Linked DNA regions of Mus musculus: all the other regions are linked to region 1. The links are chromatin contacts, called in public promoter capture Hi-C maps. All regions are on one chromosome and are shown on one strand. The core of a region is the stretch at or near the end of the contact, and the rest is flanking DNA. Distances in the headings are between cores, read along the strand shown. Region 1 holds the start of Pum2 (pumilio RNA-binding family member 2). Region 2 holds the start of Mycn (v-myc avian myelocytomatosis viral related oncogene, neuroblastoma derived). Region 3 holds the start of Wdcp (WD repeat and coiled coil containing).

What was found. Promoter capture Hi-C pulls out the DNA fragments that hold promoters and counts their contacts.
Region 2: a promoter capture Hi-C map of pre-B cells shows a contact between it and region 1. The contact joins the promoter of Mycn here to the promoter of Pum2 in region 1.
Region 3: a contact with region 1 is called in a promoter capture Hi-C map of pre-B cells. The contact joins the promoter of Wdcp here to the promoter of Pum2 in region 1.

What each region holds. Positions count from the first base shown.
Region 1 is chr12:8,672,968-8,675,547 of GRCm38.p6, forward strand. Pum2 (pumilio RNA-binding family member 2) reads left to right here and starts at 1,292. Exons shown (of 21, transcript NM_001160220.1): 1 at 1,292-1,513.
Region 2 is chr12:12,940,526-12,943,105 of GRCm38.p6, forward strand. It overlaps Mycn (v-myc avian myelocytomatosis viral related oncogene, neuroblastoma derived), which reads right to left and starts at 1,311. Exons shown (of 3, transcript NM_008709.3): 1 at 1,111-1,311. RefSeq lists an enhancer at 2,082-2,110.
Region 3 is chr12:4,841,994-4,844,573 of GRCm38.p6, forward strand. Wdcp (WD repeat and coiled coil containing) reads left to right here and starts at 1,310. Exons shown (of 4, transcript NM_001170858.1): 1 at 1,310-1,458.

The DNA of each region.
Region 1 (2,580 bases), core at 42-2,541:
ATTGGACTTCCTAGTCTTCAGACGCTTGGGAAGTAAATTTATTTTCTTTATTAATGACCTGATTTAGTATTCTGTCAAAGCGATACAACAGTAAGATTTTTATTTATTTATTTATTTATTTATTTTGGTTTTGGTTTTTTGAGACAGGGTTTCTCTGTATAGCCCTGGCTGTCCTGGAACTCACTTTGTAGACCAGGCTGGCCTTGAACTCAGAAATCCGACTGCCTCTGACTCCCAAGTGCTGGGATTAAAGGCGTGCGCCACCACGCCCGGCAAGATAAATTTTAAATCAGTCTGTCTTTATAATGATGAAAACCCAAAGAGCTGTGTTTAACAGGCACTAGGATACATCACATGAACAAAGCACATACAGTCCTTAGCCTGGTAGAGCTCACAGATGCCTAGGGAAGACACTGAGTTAATTAAAAGGCCCTGGATTGTCAAAACCAGGAGGTAAGCCATTAATTAGGAAGTTGTCCCATGAGGGCCTAAACTCTCCAAGAGAGGTGTGATAGAAAGTGGTCCCAACGACTGCGACCAAATCTTTGGAGCCATTGTTGTTCCCTGCAGATTTCAAGGAAGGGCAAGACAATTCTGTAACTGGTAATAAGAAAACATTCAGTCTGATACATAGCCAAGGTAGTTTCTTTTGTGCTTACCCAGTACCCCTGGCTCATCAATTGCAGGAAGTCAGTAACACTTGCCTACTGTAGACGATAACAAGGTGCATTTTTTTTTTATCCCTAAACCTCCAACATTTGAGTGGAAAAGGGGAGATAAACGTTGAGCGGTAGGGCTGTATTAAGGTCTACAACTCCTGTAGGTGCCAGCATACCGGAAGTAGGGGGAAAGAGACTTCAATTTTGGGGTGCATGGGCAGCAGTGCTTACACACAGGCAGTTTAGGGAGAACAATGAGATATCCGGGAGGAAGCGGTGGATGAATAAATTCAGTCTCACACAGAAAGTCGGGGGTTTGCAGCACCACACGAGGCGCGTGACCAGCCCCGGGAGCAGAGCGCCAGAGGTCCGGCGTGCAGGCCAGCCCTGATCCCAGAAGGTAAAGGCCGGGAAGTGCACGCCCGATGGCGGCCTCACCCGCGAGGAGAGCGCCGCGCCAGTGCGCACGCGCGGAGCCCCGGCCGGCCCCCTGCGCCCGGCGCGCGGGAGAAGTACGCACTTCACTGCGAGGCGTCGCGGCTGGGTGAGTGCTCCCCCCTTTCTCCCGCAGTGCTTTGCGCGCGGCCGGTGGGCGGGGGAGGGAGGGGAGGGGAGGCGGCGGCGGCAGCCATGTTGTTGTGAGTCTCTGTGCCTCACCCTCGGTACTTCGGTGGTTCGGAGGAGGAGGGGGAGGAGAAGAAGGAGGTGGGGTGGGGGGGAGGGAGGTAGGAGGAGGAGAAAGAAGACGTCGCCGCCACCGGAGGCGGAGGGGGAGGACGGACGGCCGAGAGCGTCGCCGCCGGTGCCCAACGGTCGGTGTCCCCCGGCTGAGGCAGCGCGGCCGCAGCAGCCCTGTAAGTCAGCCCGCGCTCGCTTCGTCGGGTCCGTGGGCGCCGCGGGGGCCGGCTCTGGGCTTTGTGTGGCGGCCTCCGCGGGAGCAGGCCTCGGGCGGGAACGGGTCGGGCCTGGGCGGGGATCGCGGCGGGCCGCGGCCTGGGCCCCGCTCGCACAATGCCGGGGGAGGGGAGCCGGAAGGGGGTGTGCGCCGGCGGGGGAGGGGGCGCACTCGCCGCTTTCCCGCTTCCTTCCCGCGCCCCGCGCCCTTTGCCGGCCTTAGTGACCAGATCCGTGTGGGTGCCAGGCGGCCTCCAGCCCCTCGGTGCCCACAGTCTGGAAGAAGCACGGTGAATCCAGAGAAACGTGCGAGGTGGAAGTGGGTGAAGCGGAAGGAGTGGGTTTATGAGAGCGAGGGTGGGTGGGCGGGGGTCGCTAGGTTGGGGTGCGGGGTGGTCCTCTGGCCTGCGAGTGTCCAGGAAAACCTTGGCAAACGGATGTGAATGTGAAAGAAAATCGGGACTGGGGTTCGACCTGTTCAGGTGCCTTAGAAAGGAACGTGGTGCTTTTTGTTAGGGGAACATCTCTTCGGTACCCGAAGAACGAGGAACTTGAAAGCCGAAGACCAAAACAGCGACTTCAGATATTCGAACCTTAGTTTTGCTTGTGAATACGGTCAAATTTGAGGGGAAATAAACTGTGCGGAGTTTATGGCCGAACACGTGTAAAGTTAGTGCTTCTTCCAAGAATACGGCTTTAGAAACCCTTCTTTTTCCTCGTAGCCTTTTATTCTGTAACAGCTGAACTTTTGGGGAAGGGAATGGAATTCAGACGTTTTATGTACAAAAGAAGACATGCTATGATAGTTTTTTTCAGATTTAAAGAAATCTGGAGGAAGGGGTTTTCTGTGATGATTTCAGGAGAAATGTTTTTAAATGCTTAGCAGGGTGCAGTGCCTGGAAACGATACAGTGTGTCACGAAAGCAGTTTTAAGGAGTTACCTTGGCGTGTTTGAAGCTTGTTCACCGCTTAGATTCGTGACTCCTAACCATGTGACCGGGTGAATGGAGGATGGTTTAGGGAATTC
Region 2 (2,580 bases), core at 61-2,560, 4.3 Mb after region 1:
GGGTGGGTTGGTGGGGACAGGCAGTGGGAGCCCCCAATCTCTTCTGCAAGCTCCCCACAGCTCTGGAAGGTGGGAGAAAGTTGAGCGTCTCCCCTACTCCCTCCTTTTGTGTACAAGCTGTCTAAGACTGGGAGTGGGAGGGGGCTTGCAGATGCAGGGGGTGGTGTGGCTCTCTGCAACTTTGGAAACTGCCGTTTCATTCACACAAGGCACTGCCTGGGGGAGGGGGGCTGTTCAAGCTGCAGATCTCAGCTCTTACTAGCGCGACTACCCCACTTGCACTAGTTGCTTAAAGGAAGTCCTTGCTCTCTAGCCCAGCTACCAGGCATGGGATTGAAGTACCTTTCATTCCCCTTTTGCAGAAATGCGATCACGGGAGCGCAAACGCTAACGGGGTTCAGGAAACTTTATTAATTATTAAGGGCCTTTCTCCAGTCAGACCAACAACAGGCAATTACATACAACCCTCTCCACCTAGACCTAGAGCCTCAATCTTGGCAGATACCCTTGGTACTCATCGCTGCCTATACCTATACCCTTTCCATTCCCCTTCCTTCAGAGACCTCAACCTCTTCAACAGGCGGGGGGAAAGGCTGAACCCCATCCCTAGGAATGGTGCAGGGTCGCCGGCGAGAATCGCGTCTCCTAAGCCGGAGCAGCCGTGACCTACATTATCACTCAGGCACCTAGCTTCGCCTAACCCCTTTTCCTTCTTTCCCCGCGGCACCTTTTGGAGAACCCCAGCTTGGGGTGGGGACGCACCGGTTCCCAGTCACCTCACACTCAGACAAATCTTGTGGAGCCGGGCGAATTTCTTTTCGCTAAAGCTATTTCTCTGCCTGGGCCAGGGCTGTAAAAGGGATTAGGGCGGGTCTCTTCCAGCCAGGGTGCCTTCGGGTGCTGAATAGGCTTTTCAGGAAAAAAAAAAAAACAAAAAACCCAGATGGTTTTGTTTCGGAAGCAGACGCGGTGTGTTGCCCCCTTACCCCCTCCCCCAGAAAAGCCCGGCATATTTGGGTGCAGGGTGCGGAGCCGCGTCCAGGGGCTTGCCTAGCCGCAGCGCTCCGCCGTTCCCCGGGCGCTCGAAGCTTCGCAAGTACCGCTTCTTACCTCCCGCAGACTGCCGGGGATCCGGAGGCGACTCGGGGCTGGGGTCTCCGGGTGGGCTGAGGGAGCGGCGGCGGGAGGGGGTTGTCCTCCGGCGGCTGCAGTGTGTGCGCGCTTACGCCTGGCTAGCGCTCGTTCGGCTCCAACCCAGTTCCCAGGAGCCCCCCGCATCCACCCAGCGCGTCCAGACAGATGACTGTCACTGGCTGCGCTTTGAAGCTCGGGGGATATTATTAACTGAAAAAATCTGACACACCCGGGGGGCGGGGAGAGAAGGGGGCTGTGGCGCAGACGAGGGGGAGGGAGAAAGGCAGAGGCAAGAGGCTTTTCCCCGCCCTCTTGATTTCCATAAAAATCAGGGGAGGCGCCAAAGCCTTTCGCGCCAAAAGCCATTTGCTTTTCTCTTTTTTTCCGACTCTCTCTCTCTCTCTCTCTCTCTCTCCCTTCCCTCCTCCCCTCTTCTCCTCTCCCCCTCCTCCCCTCCTCTCCTCTCCCCCTCCGTCCCTCCCTCTCTCCCCCTCCCCCCTCTCGTTTTTCAGACTGCAAGCAGCAAAGCTGGGAAACCCGAGGAGTGCTTCCCCCTCCCTTTTGGACCCCCTGGCTTGCACCCGCTGCACTCCGTGTTTTTTTTTTTTTAAAGGTCGCTGGGTGTGTTCTGGGAATGGGAAAAGAGGTTTCTAGCCCAGTCCCTGCGTGGACTGCGCGCGAGTGTATGTTTGTGTGAAAGATGAGCTCCAGGCTAAAGTGGAACAAGGCCTGGTCGAGGGGCTGTTCGTGTGTGATCTCGAAGGAAGGCGACACAGGAGTGCAAAATGGGAGGCCGAGGACGCGCCCACGTAGAAACAGACCGCAGGAGGTTTCTAGTTTCAAATTGAAAGGAAGGGGCGCCCCCCTTGTTTGAAAATAAATAAGTGCGGGCTACGAGGGTGGCGCCTTACCGCTTTCTTCGGCCGAAGGCGACACCTCGCGGAGACCAAGCAGAAAGCGGAGCCGCACCGCCCAGCCTCGGAGCCCGAGTGGGGCCACCCCCGCGAGACAATTAGCGAATCCTTGCTACCGCGGAAGGGATTGTGAAACGCGTGGAGGGACGTCCCCTGAAGTCGCGCCCACCGTTCCCAACAAAAGCCTTTCCGAAGCCAGGGTTGAATTACGGACCGCTGCTTTCCTTGCCCAAATCACTGACTGCTCTGTATACCTCGAGTTCCTACGGATGGTGACATCAAGGAAAGCCATCATTAATTTGGCCTCTTTGTGTCCCATTTGCCTCACTTACGAGCTGGCGTGAACAGAGAGAGCGCGACATCTTATTTAGACTAGAGCAGGGTGCGTGTATTCTTTCCTCACAGCCGTGGGCACATTTCCCTCCCTCCCCATCCCACAGCGTCTCACTTCTGTCTAGGCAAGCATGCTAAAAGGTTTGTTTCCTAAATGTGGGGCTAAAAATAAATGCTCTTGCCCCACAAAACTTTCCAG
Region 3 (2,580 bases), core at 60-2,559, 3.8 Mb before region 1:
GAAACCAATTATTGACGAATTTTCCTCAACCACCTTAAGACCACATTCATCATTCCTCAAAGTTTTACAGCAGGTATATGTATTGGAGGTCTCACCTTTCAAGGTAAAGGACTGCTCCCTGGGGATTCCAACTGAATTAAAGGAGGATCAGCTCTGTGCTGAAGATACAGCGACAGCCTGAATGGTGAATGCTATAGAAGGAATGAATGAATTCTTTTACCTCTACCCAAACCAAACCAGGATCTAAAAAGATACTTTTGTCCTTCCCCAATCCGAATTCCGCTTCCTTGGTCCTGGGACTTGAATCCAGGGAAGCCAGGGCCTGTTCACTCACGCTAAGCTAACAGAGGTTACGTCCATGGCCCCTAGGAAGATACATTGGGAGGAGAAAACATTTGCTTGAAGGCTGAAGGAGACTTTAAGAAATGCCCCCCACCCCCATCTTTTCTACACCCGTTGCACAGATCTGAATTTGTTTCTGACAAGAGCCAATGGGAGGTGAGTATGGGAGAAGGACCTATTTATTCAAAGGCCCAGAACTGGAACTTGACGCATTTTCCTCAGTTTCTCCATCTCCACTCTTCCAAGTGGCTAGCTCGCAGATACTAGCTTGCCAGGATACAAGGACTAAAGTTGGTGCTCAGAAAAGCTGGTTTACGGTACTGTGCACGTTAGGATCAGAAAAAAACCCGTGTGTGTGCCCTAGAGTCGTCAGGGCTTAAGGCAAACAAACAAACAAAAAAGCTTAAGACACCCCACCCTCCAACCCTGACCCTCACCCCCCTACTGGTTATGGCCTTGGGCAGGTACTTTGAGATCGGGGTAGAACAGATCTGCTACTTGGGCAGGCCTACGAGGCTGGCTTCAGGTAAACGGATGTATTTACATTTTGGGAGTGATATTTTATGGGATTTTTAAATGTGGAGTTCTTGACTCCCCTCTAAACTAAACACTAACTTTTTACACATGTTGACTGTAGAATTCCGATTCCCTCTTGCCAACCAATTTTTTTTTTCTCTGTATAGCCCTGGCTGTCCTGGAACTCACTCTGTAGACCAGGCTGGCCTAGAACTCAGAAATCTGCCTGCCTCTGCCTCCCAAGTGCTGGGATTAAAGGCGTGTGCCACCACGCCCGGCTCTTGCCAACCACTTCTAAGAGAACAGTTGAGACCTGCGTGGGAAAAGAGGTTGAAGCACTTGAGGTGTATTGTGAAGATTTTCGGGCGGTGATTTCGCGGGAACTACAACTCCCAGAAACACTTGCGGCAAAGCCCGCGCTTAATGGCCATCGGAAGGACCCGCCGCTAACGTGACGCACTCAATAGCCAATAGTCTAGAGGCATCTCCGAGGTCCAAAGGCCGAGGCTTCCGTTAGGTGCCCGGGACTTCTGATTCCCGGTCCTGTGACGTGAGCGGCCCCGGGATTTTACGTGTGGGACGGGGAGGCAGAAGACTAAGGTATTTCGTTGTGTGTGTGTGTGTGAAGTGGGTGGCACTTCAGGCCCAGGGATGTAGGCGTGGGGAGAAGTTGAGGGAGAGTTGGAAGAGGACCAGGCTGCAGTAGAAGCAAGCTCACGGTGTGGGTTTTAACAAGTGCCCTTGGGATACACGAGTGATACTTCTGGTAATAGAGCTTAAGGAATATAGCCTTGTTTGTAGTAAGTTAAAGTCGCCTACGAACTTTGAGATGTTTGAACAAACCGAACTAAGAACTTGGTTTAAATTACAAATGATAATAGCCGAGCTTTTGGTTAATTCCAGGAGGCTCTAACGGGATGATCAGTTAAGCTGTTGCCAGTATCTCTGTCTCACGTCTCTCATCCTTCTGGGAAGCTAGATGGGGAGTTTTGGTTTTGGTTTGGTTTTTATCTGGTTTGGTCTTTTTGAGACTGGGTGTCATTTTGCAATCAGTGCTAGCCTAGACCTAGCTGGACTCGAGGCAGTGTGTGTGTGTGTGTGTGTGTGTGTGTGCCTGCGCCCGCGCGCCCGCCTCAGCGTTTGCGCACGCACGTGCACTTGCTTTGGTGCATAGCTGGAAGTCATAGGACAACTTTTGTGAGTTGGTTCTCTCCTGCCACTTTGTGGGGTCCAGGGGTTGGACTCAGGTATAAATAAGGCTTGTGTACAAGCCCCTGATAACTGCTGGGCTATGTTGACTGGCTTTCAGGTTTTGTTTTGTTAAATGATAAGATCCTTACTTGCTTTGGCTTTACTAACCTTACATCAGTGACTCCCAAATCCTTCCCTGTGACTGCCTAAGGTACATCTACTGCTACCTTACAGGCACCTTCATGAAACACGTTTAATACCACTACATAAAACTCATCTAATACTAAATTTTGTCACAGCTTGCAGTATCTCAGTCGGTGGAGTGTTTGCCTAGCATACAGAGGGTTCTGGGTTCCATCCCCTGCACCGCATAAACTGGACCGGTATTATTCTCAATACTCAGGAAGTGCAGGCAGGAGAACAGGAAGCTCTAGGCCTGTCTGGGCTACGTGAGGGTCTGTATGAAAAATAAATACCTTACATACTACACACCTTTCTCATCTTCAAAGCATGCCTGCCTTCTGCATCTCT